5 separate regions of the Mus musculus genome follow, and regions 1, 2, 4 and 5 are each linked to region 3. Evidence: chromatin contacts called from public Hi-C, HiCAR-type and HiChIP or PLAC-seq data. All regions are on one chromosome and are shown on one strand. The core of a region is the stretch at or near the end of the contact, and the rest is flanking DNA. Distances in the headings are between cores, read along the strand shown. Region 1 overlaps Fer (fer (fms/fps related) protein kinase). Region 2 overlaps Man2a1 (mannosidase 2, alpha 1). Region 3 holds the start of Pja2 (praja ring finger ubiquitin ligase 2). Region 4 has its middle 13 kb from the start of Fer. Region 5 overlaps Fer (fer (fms/fps related) protein kinase).

What was found. Hi-C and Micro-C count contacts between places; a contact is called where the count stands out from the background. HiCAR-type assays count read pairs that join an accessible place to other places. HiChIP or PLAC-seq counts read pairs in DNA pulled down with a chosen protein or histone mark.
Region 1: an H3K4me3 HiChIP or PLAC-seq map of bone marrow-derived macrophages shows a contact between it and region 3, with 2.3 times the contacts expected there. The contact joins the enhancer-like site here to the promoter of Pja2 in region 3. A contact is called at or near these places in 3 of 39 promoter capture datasets (the 3T3-L1 cell line, hematopoietic stem and progenitor cells and neural stem cells) and 3 of 115 datasets of contacts at active chromatin or transcription factors (acute myeloid leukemia, bone marrow-derived macrophages and embryonic stem cells).
Region 2: a contact with region 3 is called in a Hi-C map of B cells, with 24 read pairs. The contact joins the enhancer-like site here to the promoter of Pja2 in region 3. A contact is called at or near these places in 6 of 39 promoter capture datasets (the C10 cell line, the HPC-7 cell line, hematopoietic stem and progenitor cells and 2 more), 1 of 15 datasets of contacts at CTCF or cohesin (CD8 T cells), 4 of 484 Hi-C or Micro-C datasets (B cells, macrophages, peritoneal macrophages and 1 more) and 2 of 115 datasets of contacts at active chromatin or transcription factors (CD8 T cells and memory CD8 T cells).
Region 4: a contact with region 3 is called in a HiCAR-type map of embryonic stem cells, with 4 times the contacts expected there. The contact joins the enhancer-like site here to the promoter of Pja2 in region 3. A contact is called at or near these places in 2 of 39 promoter capture datasets (the 3T3-L1 cell line and frontonasal cranial neural crest), 4 of 484 Hi-C or Micro-C datasets (LSK cells, hematopoietic stem and progenitor cells, liver and 1 more) and 7 of 115 datasets of contacts at active chromatin or transcription factors (bone marrow-derived macrophages, embryonic forebrain, embryonic stem cells and 3 more).
Region 5: a contact with region 3 is called in a Hi-C map of adipose-derived mesenchymal stem cells, with 2.1 times the contacts expected there. The contact joins the enhancer-like site here to the promoter of Pja2 in region 3. A contact is called at or near these places in 4 of 39 promoter capture datasets (the 3T3-L1 cell line, 3T3-L1-derived adipocytes and hippocampal neurons), 1 of 15 datasets of contacts at CTCF or cohesin (the NIH/3T3 cell line), 1 of 484 Hi-C or Micro-C datasets (adipose-derived mesenchymal stem cells), 2 of 115 datasets of contacts at active chromatin or transcription factors (the NIH/3T3 cell line and forebrain) and 1 of 9 other capture datasets (adipose tissue).

What each region holds. Positions count from the first base shown.
Region 1 is chr17:63,894,093-63,899,494 of GRCm38.p6, forward strand. It overlaps Fer (fer (fms/fps related) protein kinase), which reads left to right. Exons shown (of 19, transcript NM_001037997.3): 2 at 1,926-2,191. The coding sequence starts at 1,985. Among named protein-coding and RNA genes, the nearest start is that of Fer, 33 kb to the left of the region's middle. Within about 2 kb of position 1,264, at least 9 of the 459 cell types and tissues checked have an H3K27ac peak or open chromatin away from gene starts, as enhancers often do. A contact at or near this core is called in bone marrow-derived macrophages and embryonic stem cells, where this site is marked.
Region 2 is chr17:64,750,983-64,756,078 of GRCm38.p6, forward strand. It overlaps Man2a1 (mannosidase 2, alpha 1), which reads left to right. Exons shown (of 22, transcript NM_008549.2): 22 at 1,432-4,128. The coding sequence ends at 1,590. Among named protein-coding and RNA genes, the nearest start is that of Dreh, 14 kb to the right of the region's middle. Within about 2 kb of position 3,294, at least 140 of the 459 cell types and tissues checked have an H3K27ac peak or open chromatin away from gene starts, as enhancers often do. A contact at or near this core is called in B cells, CD8 T cells, the HPC-7 cell line and 6 more, where this site is marked.
Region 3 is chr17:64,329,838-64,335,311 of GRCm38.p6, forward strand. It overlaps Pja2 (praja ring finger ubiquitin ligase 2), which reads right to left and starts at 2,046. Exons shown (of 10, transcript NM_001025309.1): 1 at 1,959-2,046.
Region 4 is chr17:63,847,848-63,853,367 of GRCm38.p6, forward strand. No RefSeq gene overlaps it. Among named protein-coding and RNA genes, the nearest start is that of Fer, 13 kb to the right of the region's middle. Within about 2 kb of position 1,909, at least 303 of the 459 cell types and tissues checked have an H3K27ac peak or open chromatin away from gene starts, as enhancers often do. A contact at or near this core is called in bone marrow-derived macrophages, embryonic forebrain, embryonic stem cells and 3 more, where this site is marked.
Region 5 is chr17:64,001,042-64,006,297 of GRCm38.p6, forward strand. The region is part of intron 12 of Fer (fer (fms/fps related) protein kinase); the gene reads left to right. Among named protein-coding and RNA genes, the nearest start is that of Gm52300, 34 kb to the left of the region's middle. Within about 2 kb of position 2,605, at least 83 of the 459 cell types and tissues checked have an H3K27ac peak or open chromatin away from gene starts, as enhancers often do. A contact at or near this core is called in the NIH/3T3 cell line and adipose-derived mesenchymal stem cells, where this site is marked.

The sequences.
Region 1 (5,402 bases), core at 14-2,513, 440 kb before region 3:
AAACTTGAGATGCCTGGGACCCTTGATGACAAGGGAGAAAAACTTGCCTGGGGTACCATGTTTCAGAGCATGAGGCTATGGTCTCTTGTGGGCCCCAGTATGAGTTCAGAGAGGTCCCAAGGTTGCTTCTTTGGTGCAAGCACCTCATGATGTCATTTCTGCAATTATTCTTAGTACTTACCATTTTTTTTTTTTTTTATCTATTTACTGTTCTTTCTCTCTCTTCCTTCCTTGATTAAGCCGGTATTTGGTGACCTGGCAAGACATAGTAGGAGCCCGCTTGATATCCAGAAGCTAGATGTTACCAATAGTATTAAAGTGAAGGCTGTTCATGAGTTCACGAGAAATGTATGTTATAGTCATTCAATAATACAAGTAACCTAGAGTCACAGGCAGAGATGAGTAAGTCTGCAGCTGTTCACCCAGCCTTAGTGTCAATTCTGTATAATAAAAATAGGATAGTTTTATCATAAAATTGAGGTTGGAATAATATACAGATATTTCCCAGAAAGTCAGCAATGGGTTCCTCGGGGGTTGTGGTAAATCTCTTTCCAAATATGCCCTAGCAATGAAAACACAACACAGTTAATATATGCTGTGTGCCTAGATTGGGCAGATCTACCGCTATACTACCATCTTCTCCATCTATCGGACTCCTTAGAACTTGCAGTTTCTCCAGGCAATGTGCTTCTGCTCCTCTTTTCTTCCTCCTCTGCATCCTCTTCCATTTCTCCTCCTTCTCTCTCCTACCTTCTGCTCCACCTTCCCTTTTTATCTGCCCAATCATCAGCTCTCCTTTATTTTACAAATTAAGGTAGGAAGCAGGAAATCACCTGAGTGCTGACTCATTCCTTCTTTGCAGCCACTCACAGGAGGAGAACAGATTTAACATCAAATATAATTAGCCCCAGGGCTATCCACAACACTCGGGTTCAGGGATGATGGTGGCAGCCCCGTAGGATTAAGTGAGGCTGTTTTTGTAGACAGACAGATGGGGTCCTGGATGTTTGATCTAGATTGCAGATCCAAAGACTGAAGGGTTAGCAGTATGATCTCATGTTTGTCCTTTTATGAAACCATACTGTCTCATACATGTCTGAGATACTGACTTTGTAACCCCAATACTGCTGTCCCCAACCTCACCAGAGACTGGGGGTTGGGAGATACAAAAAAAATTGTGCTTGCTATAAAACTTTTATGTTTGAGATTGTATAGTTCCCTTTTTTCTGTTCTAAATCTGTACTACTCTGTGTCATTAGAAAATGTTGGCACAGGAAAATAGAGAAGCATTTACCCACCCTCTGTGAACTTTGGGATTCCAACTTCCTTGTATGATTTCAATAAAAGACTGGGGCTGAGTCAAGTCTAGGTGAACCCCCTGACTTCCGAGTTCAAGGGCTCCCATGTCAAAAAAGAACAGCCTGTCAGTATTGTATGTCAATTGTACGTTTTCTTATTCACCTACCAGGTATCCCTAGTCCTTGATGACCCCTGACTCTTGTCGAAGCTGGACCCTGGGAAACATAATCAGTTAATTTCCCAAATTCTATTACCTAACTCTGAAATGCAATTTGTATTTTGTGACTCAACAACAAAAACATACATTTGGAATATGTGTTGGTGTCATATTAATTTGATTAAAAAATAATTACAGGATTTAAGATAAATATATGAATTGATTTAAATAATTTGATGTACTTTATTTTACATTGTATTTCCTCTAAAAACAATTTTGATGAATTATATACTGCTCAGGTTTGTTCACAATGAAGAAAATCACTTCCAAATTTGAGAAATAAAGCAGTATTCCAAGTTAAACAAACCAACCAACCAACCAACCAACCAACCAACCCAACAACCCAGTGGGCCATCCTTTTGACTGGAGGATAAACTTCCTTCTAACTGACTCACGTCTGTGTTCACAGATATGTGCTGACTAGCAGGCTCACGTGCACAGTGTGGAGGATAAGCTATATCTTACAAAATGGGATTTGGGAGTGACCTGAAGAACTCACAGGAAGCTGTGTTAAAGTTGCAAGACTGGGAACTACGGTTGCTGGAGACAGTGAAGAAATTTATGGCTCTGAGAATAAAGAGTGATAAAGAATATGCATATACTCTACAGAATCTTTGTAATCAAGTTGATAAAGAAAGCACTGTGCAAGTGAATTATGTCAGCAACGTGTCCAAGGTAAGAATGACCCCACTTGTTTTGTATAGGGTCACATTTGTCCTTTGAACAAACATCATATTATAGAACGAGCATACCCATGGCAACTTGCAGTGTTTTAAATTTTCTCTTAATACTGTCTCATCCGCATCCTCTAAAGGATCTTTCTGTGTGTGGTGTACACATGTATGCACAGATCGGGGCGTATGTAGGTGCACACACCTGAACACTGCATGTGGAGGCCTGAGGAGCATAGTGGTGTTTTGTATAGCTTTCCAGCTCAGTCCTGAGTTAGGAACTTGGTTAGGTTTGGGCTTAGCCTAGATGCTAGGCTGTGTGGGCAGCAAGCTCCTGGGATCCACCTGATTTTGCCTCAAAGCCCCGGGATTGCAGGCACATGCGGTCAAGTCTGCCTTTGTTGTGTGAGTGGGAGTTGGACCCAGGTTTTCAAGCTTGCACAGCTACCACCTTTCCCTACTAAAGCATTGTCCTCATCCCCGTGCCCTCTAAATTTTTATGTGCTTATTTTAGAATTCTTTCAGTTCAGAATACATTTTAATGTGGCATTTGATATTATTATTAACTGTAGTTAAATGTATTATTTGACCATTTGCTTTCTTTTTGTTTTATCTTCCTTTAATTCTTTTCATTTACTTACCACCTTTAATTGAGATTTTCTTAAAATTAATTAATTAAAAGTTTGAGGCAAGGCATACGTAACCTTGGCTGTCCTGAAACTTACTCTTTGAAGTTTGCAGTAGACAGTACTTGGACGGCCTAAAGTTATTTTTATTTTTAATCTCTACAGTTTTTCCAACCTCAGGGTGAAGCTTACAATCATGAGGTGAAAGGAAGAGGTAGTTTTGTCAAGAACAAAAACGATAAAGGAATTGTACACGACCCAGTGATTCTCAGCTGGGGTGCTAAGAACACAGTAGAGAGGCCAGCTTCTTAAGTTAAAGCGACAGGAAAACCGCATAACCACACACTGAAGAATGAAAGGCAAACATTGCTCATCAGCTACAAAATTCAGCCCACAATGAACTAAAGACAAATGCGGTTTCTTACATAGCTTTGATTTCTCTGATGCTTGTGTGCAGGTCCCATGTTAACGAGTACCTGGTACACATCTGTTAGGCACTCCTTTCTGTGTCTTCCATGTTTCTACTTAGTGTGCGCCTTCTCCTTTCCTTGACCAATAGGAAGCAGTCATAGCAACTGTTCTATCATGTGTGCTACTTAGTGTCATTCCTGTCCTCCTCTCCATAGTGCTGGGGATGGACCTAGGGCTTTGTGTATGCTAGGCAAGCATGCTGCCTCTGGGCTCACTCCCCACCTCAGCTTTTCTGGATTAGCACTTCTCCTTATTTTGAGTGGCACTTTGCTAATTGTCTATCTAGTAGTCCTTGCTTTGCTTTCAGCATCTTTTGAGCTTGTTGGGTGTGTTTGTATTTCTTTATGTATTCTTGAGCTTTGCTTTGGGATGTGGCTGAATCCCTTGCAGACAGTTTGATCCTCTTGCCTTTGCTTTTACATTTGTTAGGTCCAACTACAGAGTGACTTTCTGATCACTTTATCTTTTTTACCTAGCAACATCTTTCCTGACACTCAGAAGGGTCCAGTTATTATAAAAATGCGACTTCTGACTTTGGAACACGGCCATGCATTGTGAGCTCTTGGAGAGTGTCTTGCAGTCTGTTTTGGGGTGGTTACTTTCTGGGTTTTAGTAGTTTCTGCACACATGCAAGCTGTCTACTACTCACCTTTATAACTGAAGGGGATTCTCTGTAGGTCTCCAGAATTTTCTCTGTGTTTGTCCTTGTTCTTTCTCTAGGGGACCACGAGTTTGCTGGCCCACTGGATATTTTTGGCCCCTTTGTGTTTTGAAGTCACTCTTCTCAACAGGACATTCCTGGGGTTTTGCTTAATTGTGATCTAGACATTGTGACCTAGTCAGCCTTGGTAGTGTTACAATTTAGATCATTATTTTCTCTAAGGAATCATTGTTTCATTTACTAATAACTAGTGTCTTTAGAGTGGTATTATTTTTATCTAGTTATTGTTTCAGGTAACTGGATAAATTAATAAATATTTCTCCATAGTCACAGGGAATGTAACAATTTACAAGTTAGTTAAGAATACATTATGTCTCTTTATTCCAAAATATTTGTACATGTGTTTTCTAAGACTATCTTCTATATAATGAGTCAAAATGTAGTAGTTTTGTTATCTTGCATATTTTTATATTATTTTTTAGTTACATTACATACTATTGTTAAAGATGAATTTCTTGGGCTGGTATGATGGGTCAGCAGCTAAAAGCACTTGCAGTGCAGGTCTAACAACCTGAGTTGTTAGATCAGTCCATGGAGCCAATGTAAAAAGCTGAGTGTGGTGGTATGCATCTCTAATCTGCAGTGAGATGGGAGGCAGAGGTGTGGTAATTCCCTGGATGCAGACAGCCTGGAGTGCAGAGGCATGGTAGAAGCAAGGAGACACTGCTACAGTGAGGTGGGAAGGAGGGGCCAGCTCCTCAGGGTCATCCTCTGGTCCCCACATACCCCCTTCTATAGTCAAACATGACACCCTGCCCTGACCTAGATAGCCAGCTTATCCAGCAGTCCTGGTTCTACCCAATCAGCATTGACATCACAGGCCAGATTCCTCAGCTCTTGGCTTTTATGTGGACTCTGGGGATCTAAATTCCAGCTGTCTCCATGTCTGTGTGTAAGAGCTGTCTCCTAACCCTTCAAATCTTGTCCACTGTTCCAGTATTTCAGTCATTTCATTTAGTTTTTGTCTTTTCAATGAACTTTCATTTCAAACATAAACAGGAGATACAGTGTTCCATGATTTAATTATTTTCAGCTTTTACTTAAAGTTGTTTTTGAAGTGTGTATATGCTGTCTTTATTCCCAAGGGCACAGTTTTGTATGGCTCGCTTTTTCATTTGTTTTGCTTTTGAAGGACTATGGATGGCTGGAGGTGGCAGCCTAAGCAGCCATCTTTGCTTCCATCTGTTGGTTCTGCTTCTGCCCGTTAAGCATTTTGGCATGGCAAGAACTCCCAGGCTTGTCTGGAACTGTCCTTTCTACTACCCTGAACTAGACTTTTCCTTGAGAGGCCAATTATCGTTGGAAGAGATATTTTAGCATAAAACCAGTTTAGAAGCTCTACAGTGTTTCACAGTTTCAAACAATGTTGTAAAAGTGCTATTACATAGAGACATTTT
Region 2 (5,096 bases), core at 2,044-4,543, 420 kb after region 3:
TCAAACTCAGTTGTTCACCTTGCCTGCAAGCCAGCTCACGATTTCTCACCTCCACAAAACACTTGTTCTACCTAAAGTTCTGTTCTTGTCAGCTGCAATCTGTACACTTTTGAAGGCCATGTTCCTATCATTTCTTTGGTCTTCCACTCTGAGACTGCCAAGCTCATTACACCTCTTGTCTTCAATTTCAACTCCTCTGAGCCCTCTGTGCTCACATACCATGTAGCTTGGCCCTGGTAGTTTAAAGCCACATTCCACAAAGGCTAGGGCAGATTTAAGATTTAGGGAAGATGCCTGGTACAGCCGTGAAGTTACAGCATAAACATCAAAACCATGGTCAGCGGATTAACTGAACACAACCAGAGGTAGCTGTGCCGAGGCTATGTCAGTTGACTCATTTGGAGAAATAAATGTGTCTGAGTCTCCTGATTGATCTAGATTTGTGTATGAGTCATCACTGTGGAGATCAGATAACCCTTGAGTCTGCACCCTGCTGGCTGGTTGCCTGTTCTTGATTTTTCTCCTCAAGTTCTTCTGGCGGTTCATCAGCATCTTCTTGGAAGGATGAACATCCAGTCTCCTGCCTCTAAGAGAGCCAGGTCTCACAAAGTAGTTAAGTACTTAGCTGGCGGGTCTCTGCACATAGCTAGGTCTGCACACCCAACAACTTATCAGAGCCAACTTTCTGCCAGAACTCCATAGGTTACACTACAAAACAGAGTCAAGCAATCTTGTCCCAACTCTACATGCTAGCACACGTTCCAAGGTCTGAGAAGAATGCTCACTTGGATGCATTGTTTTTACCCCACTTTCCTGTGTGTTTCCACTCTGGTACTGATGATCTGAATATACCTAAGGAACCTTCTAGAATTAATGTGTTAAGTCTTAAGAAGGATAATCGAGGGATATTATTCCAAGAGACACTTTAGGATAACCTGGTAAAGTGACAAATATATTTTCCTAACATCTCTATAGATTGGGACCAGTAATAAAATAAGCCATTGTTATCATGAAACTGTCTTATTTTTCAATTCTGTTGGAAAGGGGGGGGGGGGATCGTCTTATCGCCACCATTATTATGGAGAAATATTGACCAAAGAATCTGATGATTTTCAAGTCCTTGGGACTGTTGGAATTTCTTGGTTCTTAGATGTCCACTCTTTTATTGAAAATGTCCTCATGTAAAACTAAAGGAACTGCAAGGCGGAGTGGCTCACAGCCATGTGTCTCCAGGGATGGTTTGTGTTCGGGAATGTAATGTCCTCTCCCCTTCATGTTCTCAAAAGGGAACTTCAGCAGATAAATATATTTCTTCCTGTGCTTTCCTTAAACTGAGTTTATAGATGTGCTAGGAGTCTCCCGGGGCAGATCTGAATGTGCAAATCTCAGTACCGCTCTAAATCTGCAAATCTTGGCACTTGCTTTTTTTAGATGTCAGTTCTGAAACTTTTCAACAAGTTTGCTGTGGAGAGTCTCGTCCCTTCCTCTCTGTCCTTGATGCACTCCCCTCCAGATGCCCAGAACATGAGTGAAGTCAGCCTGAGCCCCATGGAGATCAGCACGTTCCGTATCCGCTTGCGTTGGACCTGACCCAGACTTGAGCAGAGAAACTCCGGCTTTGTTACCGTCCTTGGTTTAACGTGCAATAACTAAGCACATTACTTTAGCTTCTGGCTACTGTGAGAACATGAATTCTGTGATTCTGTTTTTTTGTTTTGTTTTGTTTTGTTTTTTAAACCAATCTAGTAAGAAAAAGCCATGCTTTAAAAAAAGGTTTCTTTCTCTGAGTTTGTCCCACAGCTACCGTTATCAGTATGAACTGAGGTAACAAAAATGAAGAACTATTGAAAGATAAGCCCTCAACAGACTGCATCTCAGGTTAAATGCTAACTATGTTTGCATTGAGGGTTGTAAAGAGATTCTCTAGAAGTATTCTTATCTCTGATCATGTTTTATTAAAAAAATACCCATTTGACTTAAATAGAAAGAAAAATCAGAAGTTGGTAGGTAACAGCTTAATGGCCAAAGTAGTTGTAATCATTGATATAAATTTGAATATTTTGTATGTTAAAATAATGTGGAAAAGTGCAATCCCTCAACCCTTATGATAAATGTAGTTGGTTTTCATACTCTTTTCCAATGAACCTCTTGGCTACCCTTTCCTACCCACACATTTAAAAAAATAAGTGATAATTTTAGTCGTTCACCAGTAGAAAAAGAGGTGTATTTTCATTACTTGACAACATGGGATGGGTGCAATTTATTCCATTGTCACTGAAACAGAAGAAGCAGTTCCACTTTAGGTACCACAAGGTGTCTTTCTATACAGCTCATTTGAATACAGGTGTTCCAAGGTGGGGTTTTCTATTTTTAAATTACCATATCAAAAATAAATGTGCCTTATTTTTTTATAAGTCTTGTTAAATCTTATTACTGTCCATATTACTGTTTGGGAGGTGGGGTATTGGGAGGTTGGGATAGGGGGTGGGTACTTTCTATGACACATAAATTATGTAAAATTTTTTGCTTGATAATGCTGGCCACATCCTGATCTGTGTCATTACATTTGTGGTGATGTTACTCTAAACATTTTGACTATTTGAATGTACTGAGATGTCAGAAAACGAAACAAGGGAGAAAAATATTGCTAATTAAAATATGCTGCTGCCAAGGAAACTGCAAGTTGAAGCAAGGATTTCGTAACCCACAAGATCCAAGTACTTCTTGCATTTCACAGTACTTAACCGCGTTAAAGAGAGAATGCTTTAAAAATAGACTGTTTTCTAAAATCCTCTGTGTGTAGCTCATCTTATGTTCCTTACTAAAGAACACGTTCCAAACATTTGTGTGTGGTAAACTCAGCGTGTTAGTCTAGCCCATGTACCATCATGGGACCTTTGAGGTCATTTGAGATCATTGTTTCTGTAATAGAATAATAGTATTTAATTTTGGTATAGAAAGAATGCTTTGGCTATATCCACTTTTGAAAAATTCTCCTCAGTGTCTTAACCTAATTTAGTATTCTTTGACTTTAAACCTCCACTTACCTCTTACCATTCCAGTACATTACAGAGAAAAGCATTTCTGCCTCACTGTTTATTCTGATCGTCATCTGGATTCTTCCTCAAGATGCAGCTCCTACATTCGCTGTTCTGTTGAGTTCCTAAAATCCTTTGCCTATAATCATTAAGGAAATACCAGAATGACAGGACCATTGCAAGGGTATAATTTCATGCAGTAAGCATGTGACGTACATTCCCTTCCTCATTTGTTGGGGAATAAGCAACTGAAAGTACAACAAAACCACTTCCTCCTATAACCTCTGCAGACGCTAGCTAGGACGACCAAGCGCCAGTCCCACGAATATGATCTATTTTCTTGTTGTATCTTAAGTGTATGCCTTCCTGTGGATGTTCACTGTGCTCTGTGGTTAAGTGGCTATGCTTAATCACTACAGAAGTTCTGATGAGGCCAAATGAAACCAGTGGCTGACATAAATAATAAACAAAAACAGCAGACACAGGGGACCCACTCTGTGTTCTGGCCACCAGCTCCTTATTCACAGGTGAAGCAGAAACTCTATGTAACCAGCAAGCTTCTGCTTTTTAAAGTTATTTTCACATTACAACACTGGGGAAATGAAGAGAGGGTGTCTTTTGCTTTGGGTTATGGTCAGAAACTGGTTTCTCTGGCACACGTGGGCAGTCAGCCACACTTCAGACCTGACAGCGGGGGAGGGGGGGGGCGGTCTGTTTAGTTAGGCTTGGTACATCTGTTATCACAGATGCTCAGTGGACCAAGACTGTCTCGCTACTCTCTCCCCACTCTCTGAAATTTTAATTTTGTTTAGAGGTGCATGGTTCAAATATCAGCATTCTAAAAAAAAAAATTGATTTAAGAAAATGCTGTATGATGTTAGAAGACATTGTAATTATCATCCCGTGTCTTTGCTGTACTCGTGCTGAAGTGTTTTCACAGTCCTTTGTCTAGAAGAAAATGTTTACTTTCATTGTGATTATTTTGCTCATTGAAATCAACAGGTTTTGATATTTTTCTCTTGGAAGATTTTTATAACTTTTTGGGAATATGTAATATAAGATCTCTAATAAAATATAATCTTATCCTGTGCATTGTCTTCTGGAGTAATTCTTAATCCTACTTTCAAACAGATCTATTAACACTTTTATAACAAAGAAGTAGAGCAAAGCAGCCGAGGGGCCAGGTGGCTGTTCTTGGTTCTGCTGTGACAAAATCAGCTCTCTTCAGCCCAGCCCTAGTTAAAAGGGTGGGGGGGGGGGGGACAGGATGAGGGTGTGTTCTGTGAACAGGTGGTAGATGAATATTAGTGAGTTCACATCTGTGTGTGATAGATTAAAGGAACACTTTGGTCAGATTCTAGATATGGAAAGAACAGGGCAGAACAGGATATGAAGGTAAATCAGCACACAGAGCTAAGAAGGCCCTTGTAAATAGATCCAGAAAATAAGGCCGAAGGAAGAGAGAGTTTCCGATGCTGCTACTGCCCTGCCCGGGTGAATGCACAGCAGCCATGGCTGAGGAGCACCTTCAGAAAGCGCCATTGGCTGAGGGCAAAGAATACTATCCTGAGGCTCCACAGGTGATGTGCTAACTGGAAAACTTTGATTTATTTCTGGTGGCATGCAGTAAAATGTACAAAACAACAACAACAAAAAACAAAAAAACAAAAACCAAAAAAACCATTTCCCTGGGGAGGTAATGAAAACTAAGTCCTTGGCTCTGTAGGTTTTGGTTCTTCTCTCTCTCTCTCTCTCTCTCTCTCTCTCTTTCTCTCTCTCCATATATATATATATATATATATATATATATATATATATATATATATATATATATGTATATATATATTTCATGTAACTATGTAACTTTGCCTTAGTAAATATATATATATATTTTTTTTACTGTTTTAAATAGTATTTTTAATTGGGTATTTATTTCATTTATATTTCCAATGCTATCCCAAAAGTCCCCCACCCACTCCCCTACCCACCCACTCCCACTTCTTGGCCCTGGCGTTCCCCTGTACTGGGGCATATAAAGTTTGCACTACCAATGGGCCT
Region 3 (5,474 bases), core at 796-3,295:
ACAAATATTAGCTCCATGAAAAACGGGGGGGGGGGGGGGTGGCAAGGATCAAAAGCTTTTTTTTATTGCCAGAGACAGGAAAACAAAGTTACCTTAAAGTTTTCATCTACTACAGCAATACAACTATAAAGGAGCTGGGAATATTGAAAAGGAATGATATATATGAGGGGTAACTAAAGCTTTAATATAAAGCAAGATGTGAATAAAATGGTGAGAACAGTTTGGGGAGGGGCTTAAGACTGTAAAACAGTTCTAAGAATTTATGTGTAATCTTATTCAAAATAGGGTTTTTAAATTTTAACTCACAAGTGGTCTGAAGACCACCTAGAAGAAACACTCAGGAAATAGTAATAATATCTTTAAAAAGAGTAATAATAAGGGTTAGATGGCTGTCAGATTTAAATACTCATACCCTTTACTTCTGCAACTGTACGTCTGGATCTGTGCTCCAGAAATGATCACACAGGTTTTTCCCCCTTATTAAAACAGTGTCTGAGTCTTGGGATAGAGGCAATATACTAGAAGGCAAAGTGGGGGCTGCTCTTTTTACATTACAGTCTTCCACACCGTGAAATGTTCTAAAATAAACGATTCAGAGCTTACAGTTCAGCATCAATCAATCAATACGTGAGTTAGTTACCTTTAGTATAAAGCATAACTTTCAACTGCAAGCACTGAAACGGCTTTCAGTAGGAATACTTAATTAAAGTCCATCAAATTAAAGAAATAGGATGTACCCTTAGATAGAAAAAGTATTAGGGAGGCCTACATAAAACGGGAGTCTATGTCCAAGATATATAATTAGAAGAAGCAAGCTTTACACAAATGTGCTCAGCATAGCCCTCACCCCCATCCCTGAAGGAGACAACTCTGCATGTGTGTGTATCTTTCAAGATGCGTTTGTGAAAGCACTTGGAAAGATGACCACCAAACCGAAATACTGGTGGGGCACTGAAGGATGAAAATAGTCACATATTAGTATTTATTTAATACTTCTCTCTTTATACTGCTGAATTTTACACGGAGGGTGCATGTCTGTAATAGAAGAATAAAATTATTTCATATAAAAAGACATGAAATCCAGAAGACAATCACAAACATGTTACGTTTATTTCTGTTATTTTTTTACGTTCCTGTATACACTCATCAAATGACCTGTTAAGTCTTCAGCAATGACTGCCATCTTAAAAGAAATAATAGCAAATATTTCGTGATAAAAATAGAGTAAGGCCTCTTTAAAAAAAAAAAAAAGAATCGTATACTTGACAGAATGAGGATCGTCAAAGCAGTTGTCTATGTAGACATACAATTTTTTTTTTTGTTTTATTTTATTCAACTTGGTCTGGGCAGCTTTCAACTCACCATTTTTAATGTGCGCAAAAAATGATAAACCTGGAGGCATCTTGGGGTGGGGGTGGAGGTGCGGGTGGGGGCGGGGAGGGGAGCCCTGAAGGTGCCTCTGACAGGCGTGCTGGGGCCTAACGCTGACCAAGAAGACGGTAGGCCACTGGCACTGCCTGACAGGGTGCCTGGGCCTCGGTGACAATCGGGGAGGACGCAAATCCGGGAGGCAGGGATGGAAGGCGTGCCGTGCCGGGCCGGGCAGGGGCCCCGCAGGCCTAGTGCGCCACGGTCCTCCGCGGCGGGCCTGAGGGTGGGCGGCACTGGCGGGCCGCGAGGGGCAAGGCGCCGGGTCCTTGACCAGGGCACCAAGGACAGCAGACAGCCGGCGGGAGCGAGCGGGCGGCGGGCGCGGCGGCTCGGGCTAGAGCGCGGCCCCGGGCGGGATGGCCGGAGGCCTCTCAGTCGCCAACCCCACCCACCATGGCCGGCCACGGCTCGGTCCGTTCCTCGGAGACCCCCGAAGCCGAGGCGCCTGGGCAGCGGCTCCCTCACCCAGATCCGCTCTGACAGAATCAGCCAGAATGGAGAGAGAAAAAAATAAAAATTGCCCTCACCGAGATGTGCAGCGGCTCCAGAGCGAGAACAGCGCTCGATCCTCCACCCGCCACCACCGCCTTCTTCTCCGCCTCCGACTCCTCCCCCGCCGAACGCGCAGCGGCTGCAGCGGCGGCGGCGGCGGCGGCGGCGGAAGCAGAGGTGGTGACGGCGGCGGCGGCGGCGGCGCGTCCCGCCCCTTGCGCTGCGAAGGAGGCGGAGGAAGGGAGCGCTTTAGCCCCGCCCCCTGAGGGCGCAGCCAATAGACTTCACGGCCCTCTGCAGGGGGAAAAGCACGCATCCAATCGCAGTCCTAGAAGTAGGCCTACGTCATGGTTGGACGTGGCAGAAAAAGGGAAAATAACTGGGGCTGTCTCTCTGCCTGGCGCCTGCAAGCTCTCTCCCAGGCCCTTCGCGGATTGGCCGAGGAGAGTGGAGACGCGCTTGGCTCCGCCCCCTCTCTGGCCCTGCGCCCGCCCCTGCAGCACTGCGACGTTTGGGCGGGGGCGGGGCGCCGAGGCCCGATCCACTGTCAGGCCTTTTGTGGTTTGGCTGGGAGAAAAGGGCGGGGTCTCCCGAAGGGAAGGGGGTGTGGAGAGCTGAGCGCAGGACTGGCGCAGTTACACTTCTCCCTCCATTCCCGCATGCCCCCCAGCAAAATGGAGGTGCAGAATTCGGTTCCCAAGGCTGTGAGAAGTTACCCAGTATTTGCAATTTGAAGTACAAGAAAAGAAAATCCGAAACCAGTTGCAATTCTGATAGCAGCGAGGGAAAGAAACGTACGAAGAGCTTGTTTGCTGTGGTTCTCTGTGGTGCGTGGTACCCGCCCACCACTGGTCAGACCCTCGCCCTGCTCTCTGATTCTGTTTGTATAAAGCAGCTATAGGTGAGATGTAGATTTGGCCTGACCAGAGTTTAGCAGCTGACAGCTAAGTTATATCGGGTGTCAGGCTCGGAGTTATCAGCTCTCGTCTCATGCAACCAAAATAAATACAACAGCTGGAGTCCCTGGACACCTTGCTTAATTTAAACCCAGTCACAGTTTAAGTTCGTTATGTCAGTGATGCACATGTCCCCTTTTCTCATCCTGAAGCCTGCCTGCTTCTCTGATTACAGCCTAGCTCTCTTCTCTTAACTCCCCGCCCCCACCCCCAGCTTCATCACCCAGAGCTCAAAAGCCCAGGATATATTTATCACGTGGCCTCCCTACCCACACAGATTAAGAGCCCCACTTCTTGTGATGTCCTTTAGCTGTAAAATCTGCCAGTGAACTGAAACTACTTTTTCTACCATCGATGTAAAGAAATGATTCGACATTTCCCATAAAAACACGAGAAATTGCTAGACATTTTGTGAAACCAAGTTTAATTCCCAGAATACCCCAGTAGCATATATTTTACCCGCCCCCCAAATTACTCTTTTACATGTCTCCAAGTCCTTGCTCTCTTGAAAGAGAATGTATATTTTAACTAATTTTCCTTTAGAGTCTTGAAGATTGGTTCAGTTGAACACACTAACAGGTTGGCAGGTGCAGGACTTCTCAAATCTCAATCATTTCCATACCATGTCTGGGTATACTAGAATGAACTACAATCCAGAAGGGAGGGCGCATCTGTGAGAGGTTTTTCTGGTTAGTATGATGTGGGTGAATCCACTTCTAGTCTGGATCTTTGAGTTGGGAAGACATACTCCTGGTTAGATCTTGAGATGGGAAGACACAGGCTTTTGATCCAGATCTTGAGGTAGATAGAAAGGCATACCTTAAATCCAGATCTTGAAACAGGAAGACACACATACCTTTAATCTTGGCCATACCTTCTACTGGGCGTATATAAGGATGGGGAAGAAGAAAGGTTTTTGCTCTTTGCCTGCTTGCTTTTGCCTTAGTAGCACATCCATTCCTTCACTGGCCTTGGAGCCTTCTTCCTCAGGATTCCAGCATCAACAGAAGACCAGCTCAGACACCCAATCTGTGGGACTGAGCAACTACTAGATTCTTGGACTTTCTGTTCACAGATAGCATAGCTATTGTTAGATTAGTTGGACTGCAGTCTATAAGTCATTTCAATAAATACCCTTTATAGATACATATACATTACACACACACACACACACATATGAAAGAAAGATTCGTTCTATAAGCTCTGTGACTCCAGAGAACCCTAACTGATCAGAACTAAACCCTGAATCATGAACTCCTCCTTAAGAGGGTACAATATCAAACATTATCAAATATTATATGCCTATATAATAAAGACACAGTACTCAAGTGACATTTTGCTGTGATGTCATGAAAGGATAGAAAAATAGACCCAAAATAGCAATCCACTTTCTCACCGTGTGAGTCATTGCCTCTGATCTTGCCATCGTGCCCCAAGTACAGTCATGCAAGGCATCGCAAGTGATTTATGTTGCAGTCTGAGAAGTTCTGGGATGGAGCCTTAGAACATGAACTCTAAGCTCAGATGGAGAGATTCTCACACGAGCTCCTGCATGTATAAATGTTGCAACCCTCTTACCTCTCTGGCCTGGATTTACTATTTTTAATATGTGAAAGTAAGAGTACCTGCTTATACATTGTTGGTACAGATTAAATAACCTACTCCATGAGACACATATCATGCCCAGAATGAAGTACTAAATCCCTATGAGTTTATATACTATATTATTGTATGTACATGAGATAATAGTACATATTAATGTAAATGCACTGTTGAGTGCATTGTTGATTGCGAAGTTGAGAAGCATTCCCTAACACAGGAGGGTTGCAGGAACCACATAGTGTAGTGTGCTCTTTATTTTTTCGTTAATGTTGATTTATTTTATGTATATGAGTACATTGTCCCTGTCTTCATACACACCAGAAGAGGGCATTAGATCCCATTACAGATGGTTGTGAGCTACCATGTGATTGCTGGGAATTGAACTCCAGTTCTCTGGAAGAACAATCAGTGTTCTTAATAGCTGAGCCATCTCTCTAGCTCTGTAGTGTGCTCTTAAAAAATGCTCATCAAAACAACAACATCTGTATTGCCTGATGTGGTGGTTTGAATAAGCTTGGCTCATGGCAAGTGGCACTATTAGGAGGGTGTGTGGCCTTGTTGGAGGAAGTATGTCACTGTGGAGATGAGCTTTGAGGCTTAAACTCCACCCAGTGCAGATGAGACTTCTCCTGTCTGCCTTTGGATCAAGACATTGACTTTGGCTCCTCCGGCACCAAGTCAACCTGTATGATTCCATGCTTCCCACCTTGATGATAATGAACTGAACCTTTAAACCTATAAGCCAGCCCCAATTAAATGTTTGCCTTTATAAGAGCTGCCTTGGTCATGGTGTCTCTTCACAGCAACAAAACCCAAACTAAGACACCTGAGAACAGTTTCAGGCCTGAATCAGAAACCCCTATGATGAGCAGCTGTATTTTAACCAATCTTCCCCGGCGATCTTGATACACATATACTTTAATAACCCTGGGCATAAGCTGAAAGAGGACCTGTGCTCTAATCATAGTCTCAGAGGGAAGCCAGCAAACATGG
Region 4 (5,520 bases), core at 659-3,158, 480 kb before region 3:
GCGCCTGACAGCTGGGACCTGAACGTGGGTCCTATTCAAGCGTATTAAGTGGTCGGGTCTGCTGAGTGATCCCTGTCAGCCGTCCAAAAGATCTTTTAAAGAAGAAACTGTTAGCTACCTTCTGAACACACTTTCCATACAACGATTATATTTTCACAATATACCTATTCTATAGTAGAGTATATGACTCTACTATACTTTCTGTACTCTATGATGATGTTGTCATCATGATTGCATCTCTTTTTCTCTTTTCTTTTTGGTTCAGAAACAAGTACTTTGAAAACGCCACTTTCTAATGATAATTATGGCAGGAGAAAATAACATACTTGAATAATAAAATTACAGCGATGTGAGTAGTCAGGGGCAAAGGAAAATTAAGATTAAAATATGGCAGAACATGGAGGTACCTTTGGGAGGGCAGCACACATGGTAGCCAGCGCTTTGGAACTAGAGGCAGAAACATCAGGAGTTCGAGGCCAACTTGAGCTACAAGAGATGCTGTCTCAAAAAGATGCAAAGTTTTAAAATTTTTTAAAAATGTTTATAAAATCTACTTTAAGTCAGGAAAGTAGGAGATAGAACAAGAGTGATTCAGCCTTCATCCATCTGCCATCCGATGGTTCTCCAATGCCTTCTGGGCAGGTAGAGATGAGAACATAGGAACAGGGAAAAAGTCTCAAATGAAAGCAAAGGGCAAAGATTCTTGTAACTCACAATCCTATCTTTACTTAAATTGCAAATGTTTATAATAACAGTATTACTCAGTTGTGCTTACAGGGAGTGGTTAAAGAATAAACACATTCTACAATTATGAAGATAATTAGGATATCACGAATCCATGTGCTAAATAAAAACCAAAGTTGCTTCATAATGTGCAATGTTTTTCAGCTGCTTGTCGATTGACATGAATAATATAGGCGTCCCAAAGGAGATGGCGCAATGAACGCAGAGAAGGCTGCATCAGGTGGGGAGGCAGAATTCGTAAGGAACCTTGGTCTCCTAGGGATCATTCCACACAAATTAGCCACGTGCACTTTACGTTGGAAGCAATGAGAGACGGCAGACAATGGTACTTTACTATAGGGTTTCAGATATCCGTTTTGATCACGTTAGGGACTCTCCTACATATTGCTTAACACAGCGAAGGAGGATTGGTTGCCACTGTCCACAGACTGGAGTCTCACTGTATTTACTAATACACCTTCCCGCTTGAGTTCTCATACTTGTTATTTCTCATTGGTTTCGTCGTATCACAGCTGAAATTATATTTTGGGGAAGCTTTTATTTTATTTTATTTTTTCACTTTCTACTCTCTATCCTCTTTCTTTAAGGGTCTCCCTGTTTTAAGCACTTGACCTTGTGATTAAAAATACTGCTTTTGTAGTTGTTTAGAGTCCATTTGCTCTTTCGAACTCCAACCAGCATTTCATCCTCCACTGAGGAAGTCAGTGACCGCCTCCGGAGTTGGATGATGCAGGGGTGAGTGTTTATCTCCTGAGCCTGCAAGTATTATCGATAAATTCCAGTTTAACAATGTCAGGCTCAAAACCAAGTTCCTGGTATTCTCATTCATTTTCTCAATTCTGGCAATACTTTGGGAAATACTCATCACTGATACTGCAGACTGGAAAATTAAGGCAAATGTCTGACGGCCCCTCCAGACGCAGTTCTGGGTCAGGGAGCCAGCCCTGTCCCTTTCCCATTGCCGCGGGCTCAGCTCGGTGCAGAATGAATCTGGTTTCTGCAGGGGAAAAGGACACTCCGGGCCGGGGTGCGGCTAGCACTGTGCGGGCGTGGACAGCACTGTGTCCACGCGTTAGAATCCCGGTCCGGGTGTGGAGACTCCCGACCCACCAGCCGAGTCAGGGCACTGAGCATGCTTGGACCAGGCCACGGAGATGCTCCGCCCATTTCCGCACCACGCTATGGCCGCTCTAGGACGCTAAAGGGTTTCTGCTCTCGCTGCTTAGGGCTGGGCCGGCCTCTTTGGGCGGGGTCTGGCCTGGGTCTGTGCGATGCCTTAGACAGTCTTGGTCCTGGGATCTGGTGTGGTGCAGCAGAACACCCTGTCTTGAGATCTTGTTCCTGTACTGGCTACCCCTGCTAAGTGTTGACTTCTAAAAAATAAAATAAAATCTCAGAGAACTTGATCAGTTGTGTCCCTAAAATTCTACCTTTTGCTGCATGGGAAAAACAAAACACACACACACACACACACACACACACACACACACACACACACACACCCCTCTTATTATTTTCAACTGATTTCTTGTATGCCTTGATTTCGGGCTCAGACTCTCGCTGTAGCCGCCTTCATATAGAGAGAGATGTGAAAGCTGCACCTAACCACAGTTTCCTAAGTCGTGGGTAGGGTGTGGGATTGGGGCTTCCGTTTTACCTCTATAGAAACCCAACAGGCTTTCGAGGAGGTAAACATTAGCTCTACTGCCTGCCCAATGGCCTCCTCCGTTAATTCAGAGCTTTATAATTGCATGGCTACGGAAAAGACTGGGGGTGGGGTCAGCATTACAAACTTTAAAGACAGTGCTATTGAACCTGTAGCGTCACCACCAGAGCCTCAAGTATGGTCCAGCCACTCGTCCTCAATAAGCTAATTAAAAGAGCCAAAATAAAAGTGGAAGGCAGGGAAAAAAAAAAAAAAAAAAGATGTATTCAACATGGCCACATTGGGAAGAGGGAAAGAGATCCAGAGAGTTTACCAAGTCCACTTTTGGTCCACCTAGCTTACCAGGTCACAGCGTGACTTCCCACACAATTGAGCTGTCAGTGCTTGAGCTTCAGGCCTATCCTGTAAGGTGGTAGGACAAGTTAATGGAACTGTGTAAAATCAGGTTTCCCTTCTGGCTGGTGCCTTTCCCTTCTTCCAATATGAGATTCCTAGGGAAAAGCCTCTTCTATGCATAGGGATGGTCTATCACTTGATCAGTCAGATAGACTGAAAGACATGATTATTTCTTCAGAACACTGTCTTAGTTAGGATTTCTATTGCTGTGAAGAGACACCATGACCACAGCAACTCAACTCTTAAGAAGGAAAACATTTAACTGGAGCTGGCTTACAGTTCAGAGGTTGAGTTCATTATCGTGGTAGTAGGAAGCACGGTGGCACACAGGTAGCAAGGGATCTGGAAAAGGAGCCAAGAGTTCTACATCCGAAATCCACAGGCAGCGGCGATCCAGAGAGACACTGGGCCTGGCTTGAGCATTTGAAACCTCAAAACCCAGCCCCAGTGACTCACTTCTTTCAACAAGGCCACAATCCCTTATAGCGTCATGAGTTTTTGAAGGCGATTTTCTCTCAAACCATCACAAGCATCTTCATTTCTGTTGGCCAGCTGTAGAACTCTGAACACACGTCTCACCCATTTAGAAAGTTGAGTTTACTCCATATTAAAGTAAATAGAGTGGGCAAGGGAAAATGATGGGTAATGTTTATTTCTAAATGTGCTACCACCAACAATAAAAGAACCTTTGGTGGTTAGGTGTATTGAGGTGACATACAACAATTCTTAGATGTTCTGCATGAGAGAAGTTTCTACATTATGAAGACGATTTAGAGGATTATATCAAGATGGTAAAACATGAGTCCTTCAAAAGCTCACTCTTGGCTCTAAAGCCTGTTGTCTACTTCCTAGGTCTTTAAAGAGAAGCCTCATTTTACTCATGAATACTAACACCAAAGTTAAATACTTCTTTGTGTTTAGGTAGATATAGGCAGAAACAATCTTGCATAAGTTAGCAGAGAAGCAGGGTGGCTTAAATAAACAAGAGGAAACTAATAATGAGGCTGATGTTCCCAACTGTCTAGCAACCCCAAAGAATTCAGATTAATTGGAAAACCTTAGAGCTGTTTCAGAATACTTATTAATGAGCTTACTATATTATCCATTTTAAGAACCTGTCTTGGTGTTCTTTTATTCTTCTTAGTTATTCCCTGTAATAACTTTTCTCATTTCATTGCTGTGAGCATAATGATGTTCTTTAGTATGTCCAAGAGACTTTTCAGTGTCGGAATATGCAACGACCTGAGTTTCACTCCAGCCACTTGAACGAGTGATAATGAGGTATTCTCCTTCTTACATTTATGCTTCCCTTCCAGGCCTGTAATTTCATTTAAAAGTTGATATTGTTCTTTCAGATTTTCTGTTCAATAATGAAATGCACAGCAGTGACTGTTCCCCTAAGGACAACTTTTAAGTTTCCTGAGAACCACGATAAGGGCTGTGCAGCACATTTGCAATATGTCACTTGGGGACTTTGAACACAGTGCACTGGGAAGCCGCCTGAGAGGGGAAATTCCAGATAGTAATTTGTAGATGAAAATCTATAATGGGGCACGATTTAGTGGCTAGCAAATAGAATTACAGGACAATAGTGAAGATCTGCTTGCCTGATGATAGTTATCGGTAACATTCAACCTTGGCCCAACTTTGTAGGAAATGTTGCCTGGGACACACAGACAGCAGGCACAAGAGTGTGCAGGACGAGAAGTGAGAGAAGAATAAAATACCAAAACCCCAAGAATAACAGCAAATGGTTACAGGTCATTTATTCAGTGCCAGGCGCCATGATAAACACTCGAAGCTATCCCTTTAGCTCTCCCAACAGCTACAAGGTGGGTGCTGATATCACCGTCAGTTTAGAAGTGTGAATATTAAGTGATTGTCAGACTTAGATTTGTCTGGCTTGTAGAGAGATAGATTTGAATATCAGCCATCCTATTCTCTATTTGCAAACAGTTTTTTCTTAGCTGCATGGTGAGGCACAACTGTAATCCCAGAACCTGGACGGATAAAGTAAGAGGGTCATGAGTTTGAAGTCAGGCTAGGCTATATAAAGAGCCCTACTGAGCTGGTTTGTTTTTCTTTTAAATATATTCTGGCTATTTTTACTCAAAGCCTCCACTACTCCACTGAATTGTAGTGAAGTCGATTCCTAACTGGCAAGAAAGCTTAGGAATGGTTATAATTGAGACCCTTGTCCTGAATCACCCTGTTTTAAGCAGCAATGCCCACACCAACAAAGCTGTGTCACTATAAATCACATATTTGAATTCTCTCTGTCTCTTTAAAAATATATCTGTAAATAGGGCTAATAGAAGTGTCTATCCCACGGGGGGGGGGGGGTTATAAGGCTTAAATGAGACTGTGCTGCATGTATGTGCACACATACATTCATGCATGCTAACCAGTTTTCTCCAGAGGAGCAGAACTAAAACATGAGAATATATATATATATATATATATATATATATATATATATATATATATATATATATTACAAAGGTGATTTATTAGGTTGGATTATACAATACAGGCTGGATAGTCCAATAGTGGCTGCTTGTGCACTAGAGTGGATGAAAATCCAGTTGTACCTGTGTGATGCATTCCATCTGGGGCTGAAGGCCTGGAGGAGTCCTGGAGAGCAGCTGGTCTTCAGTTCCTGTTGAAAGGCCAAGGAAGCTGCATTCCAACACCAGGAAGCACCTCCGCAGGGG
Region 5 (5,256 bases), core at 1,355-3,854, 330 kb before region 3:
GGCCTCTGCATCAGCTCCTGCTTTCTGACCTGCTTGAGTTCCAGTCCTGCATCCTTTGGTGATCAACAGCAGTATGGAAATGTAAGCCGAATAAACCCTTTCCTCCCCAACTTGCTTCTTGGTCATGATGTTTGTGCAGGAATAGAAACCCTGACTAAGACAGGCGTGTAGTAAGTAAATGTTTAAGTGGTAAATGTTTAAGGCCCTCAGTCCTATCTCTAGCACTGCAGAAAACAAACCCTTTTTCACAATGATGCAGTTACAACCCTCTTAGAAACAAATATCAGTTTTTAAGTACTGAAAGAAATGTTTGTTGTACTCTTATTAACCTTCTTTTTAGACTATTGTAACCTATATTTTAGCATAATAAAATTTATTTGACAATTTAACGGGTATTTTTCTCTGATAGTAAAGTCAGGAAAGTTCCTTATTTGCAAATTCTGTCTTGTATAAACCTAGTTCAGAAGGGAAAGGATGGTTGTATACATGATAGGCAAGCTTGGCTTACTCTGGAAAAGAGCTGTTGGCATTTTATCTTACTAAGTAAATTCATGTTCACCTTCTACCTGGCTCTCAAAGAGAACTGGTCCCAAGTCCTCTTTTTCAAAGACTAATAAATATGTATGTTAAAAACTTAATGACATTGAAGTAACAGGGTTTAAATTAGAAAGGCCATGGGCATTAGAAAGATAACTTAGAGTTATTATTTTTTTAATGGAAAGCTTCATCCATATACATTTATAAGTCTTGGAAAAAAGAAACTGTATTTCCTTCTGTTATTATGTAACAAATTGCATTTATTAAAGGTGGAACAAAGAATTGGCAACACTGTAAAAGTGAACTCTAATTTCTTTGTCCCCTAATCTCAGTGGGGACTAGCTGTATTGATGGAGAGCAGAGTCACATCAGCTGATGTCAGTTATTTCTAGCATGCCTTTTAGGAAAAGATGTTCAAATGTCAACCGTGGCCCTCTCTGATCTGTAGTCTTGCTGCTAGGGACATCTGGAACTGGTCATCTCAAATAGGTAGATTTTTCAAATACATTTTGGTGACATTATTTTCTGTTTAAATAAATCCTTTTAAATCATTAAACATTTAAATGATTAAATCTACACTAGTTGGAAAACATGGGGATCATTGCTTTCCCTGTGTCTGAGGTATGTGGTATATGCACTTCGTCTGAGGTCAGACGAGGGTGTCAGGTGCCATCTGCCTCTGCTCCTCCTTGTCCCCTGAGACTGCCTTCACTGAACCCTAGGGCACTCAAAACGAGCAGGGAGCTTCATCTTTGATTTTGGAGAACCTCTGACTTCCAGAATTGTAAGGTAACTAGTCTGTGCCGCTTTAGACTGTCGCACTTTGTGGTCATCCGTTAGGGCAATAGTATATGCAGGAAGTGAGGTTAGGAGTGACATATGATTGTTATTTTATGTACAAGGGTTCGATCTCTGTATTGAGGGTGATAGACAACTCTGAAAGGTTTTATTCTGAGAAGAATTATGATCAAATTTGTATTTTGTACAGGTAATTGTGGCTTTCTTATAGAAACCATTCAGTGTATTGATAACCAGTGACATTGAAATGACGAAAGAAGGCATAAGATCAGTTTGGGACTTAGATAATGATGGGGTGCTGCTGAGATAAATTTGTGACCCCCTAGCTTAGTGACCTGTGACACCACCTTATTTACTGTTCTGGCCCCACTGCAGGCCAACAGACTGAGGGACTATGGGAGTGGTGCTGAAAAGTCTCAGCACCCTGTGGGTGGTCCTGATGCCATGATGCTGAAGGGCCATCCATGCAGACTGACCTGTGTGAAAAGGAATAAGCTCTCCACACCTGTGTGGTCTCTTCATTACCTGGGCTCCATGGGTCAGGCTACCCGAGTGTAGCAAGCTTACATCCATTTAACCTTGGAAAGATAGGAAGTGGGGTGGGAATCACCTTTATCAGAAAATAGCCTGATAGTCATTTGATGTATAAATAAATGGTGATCTCTTTAAACTTTAATTCCTTCACGGTATCCTAATGATAAAGAATCAATGAAGCAGAAATACCTATTTTATGGCTTTTTGGAGAAGTTGATGTTCCAAAATTGATTTTCACAGTCTCATGAGAATTTTAAAGAAATATACTTAAAATAGTATTCTGCATGAAGATTATGTTTTTTTTTTTTAATCTTGGGAGTTGTATGCTTGTGATAGTCATTCAAAAGTAGTTTTAGAACAGGATATATAGAAAGTTAAATAATTTTAGAATTAGAAATTTGAACGATGTTTGATATATTTTTGACTAAGAAAGCCAAACTGAATATTCTTTCCTCATTGAAATGCTCCTCATGTCTATGCAGCACACACTTTGAGCATACCTTAGTTCTCTTGTCTAATATAGCCCACTTTTGCAATAATACACTTTCCGAATTCCCGTCACTCTTTTCGTCACTCAGAATGGTGTCAGTGTGGTAGAACACGCATAGAACAAGCTGACTGCTTCCGTGCTTCTTTACCACTGCTATTAACATGCCCATGAACTGCCTTCTCCTCCTGGGACTAGTGATGGCAAGCCTGGGCGTCGTAGCCCCGCTGCATTCCTTAGCACTGACTCTTCAGCCAGTGTTCCTGGATGAGGTCATTGAGTTGATGCTGGGATGCTGGCAGTTTGCACAGAGCAATGCTTGAGGTGACGGAGCACTTCAGTGAACGTTCCTGAGGAAGGAATCGCTAGCTCCAGCACAGACTTCAGCACTGATGCCCCTCCGAGAGAGGCTTGTCCCTCCGCTATGACATCATATTGTCACAGTTGCTGCTTTTTCAGGGATCCTGCTGGCACCTTGCTGTTCACCTCCTTTAAATCTCTCTCAGCTTCTGCTCTAGCCCAAATTAAAATCTGTTTAATTCTTAATTGAGTTGAGTTTTGACTAAAATCTGGACAGATGATTCATATAATTCTAGGTAATGAAATATATGTAAGGTAGTAAATTAACTTTTGTCACCCTGTGACAGAAAAACTTTTGACAGGACAGTCATTCTTAGCAGCTTCTTCAGCATATCAGATAGACTAGTCTTTCAAAGCCTTGTGGAATTCCCAAGTTAAGAACAGAGGAAATATTGAAGTTATCCATCTGGAGTCTGTCAGAAACATTTGACTTCAGACACTTCAGAGTTTTAATAGCAGAATCAAGGTCACAGAGGATCAGAAGACAAATGGAAGAATAAAAATCCACTTTCAAGTCCTTCTACATCTGCTAACATGCATCCTTCTAAAAATGGTATAATTTTGACCTAGCATGAAGAGGCTGCTCTAGGCAAGCGCTCTCTCTCTCTCTCTCTCTCTCTCTCTCTCTCTCTCTCTCTCTCTCACACACACACACACACACACACACACACACACACACACGCACACACACCCCTACATCCCCACATTCATTCACCTCTGGAGACTATTCTTTCTGTCCTGTCACCTTCTCTCCGTCTCCTGCCCTCCCTTCCTCTCCCCTTTCTGTTCTCTTTTTACTTTCCTTTTTTTGTTGTTGTTGTTTTTTGTTGTTGTTGTTTGATGTGATCAGCAAGGATTCATTGATCGCCCATTGTATACAGCTGTGCTGCTAGTAGCTCTTTCATAAACTCTTTGTGGAGAGTTAAAGTTTGTAGAGGGAGAGCTCTGGAGAATATGGAAAGGGAAATGAGGGTGTGCTCAATTATAAAAACTATTCAACTGTTCGAATTGATAACAAATAAAAAAGTATGAAAATGTGCATCAGAAGTATAAAATATCAGAAGTATGGAATGGGATGAAATGCCCCACTACAGCTAAGCAGTGGCATGGGCAGTTTGCAAGTGTGCTTGGGGATTAAGATTTAAAAAATTAAACAGTGGGGCATTGACTAAGCTGCTGAAAATATAGGAGACTAGGATCTGAAAAATTCTTATCAAGCATATAAATAAATGCTTGATCTTTTCATTTTACTAACAAACACAGAAATGTAACACATTAGTATTTATCTGAGAGGATGTGGGGAGACTACTAGAGGATTATTGAAAGTCAATTGGAGGGGGAATTATCTTTCAACTGTGGAAAAGTATTTGGTAATGCAATAATTAAGACACCTAGTACATTAGAAATTGGTTAAAACTCCAGGCTAGAGAAATGGCTCAGCGGTTAAGAGCACCAACTGCTCTTCTGAAGAAGTCTGAGTTCAAATCCCAGCAACCCCATGCTGGCTTACAACCATCAGTAACAAGATCTGACTCCCTCTTCCAGAGTGTCTGAAGACAGGTACAGTGTACTTACATATAATAAATAAATATTATATGTAATATAATAAAAAAGACAACATGCATTTTTTAAAAGAAAGAGAAAGAAAGGAAGGAAGAAGGAGGGAGGGAGGGAGAGAGAAAGAGAGAAAGAGAGAAAGAGAGAAAGAGAGAAAGAAAGAAAGAAAGAAAGAAAGAAAGAAAGAAAGAAAGAAAGAAAGAGAAAGAGAAAGAAAGTCAAGAAAATCAAGAAAATGAGGGTAAGCTTGCTAAAATTCAACTCTTAAATGGACATTTCAGAGCTTGGGAGGTCACGGGAAAGGACCACAATTGCTTATAAATTGCCTCAGCCAGAATAACATTTGCAAAGAAAACTACAACTGCCTCTTATTTTTCTTTCCAGTACTAGGTATTGCATGAAGGGCAGTGTGCTTGCTAGGCACCCAACCCACAACCCTGCCTCCTTTTCATCTTTATGTCTTTTTGAGACAAGGTTTTCCTTATTGCTCTGGCTGGCTGTGAACTCCTTGGCTCAAGAAATCTTCATTGACATTTCATGTTGATAAATGGGCACACCCACATAAAGTTCATTCTGAAGTCAAGTTTTTGCAAATTTGAAAAAGATAGCAAAATGGTATCGATCACTTACATACCCAAGAAAGCGTTTTGTGCTATCTTTACTGTTTTATTTTCCTCATAAGAATTACACATAACTTGAGCATGGGCAGACAGGAGTCCTGCTCTGGAAGAGTTTACTGTGGCATCACGTGGCATGTGCTGTTTGGTGTGGGGTCACTTGTGCTCCATTTACTCCTGCTTTCTTTAGTCCCTGTAGACATAACAACCCCTGTAATTAGTATAAGGTCAAGGAACAGGGCATGACTTTTTGTCCTGATAGTGCTTTTTTTTCCTTATTTCAAATAAATTGAGTGATCCACCAGGTGCTTCAGGTCATGCTGTAGATTCAGTGTCTTCTTCTGAAATATACATATAAAGACAAGA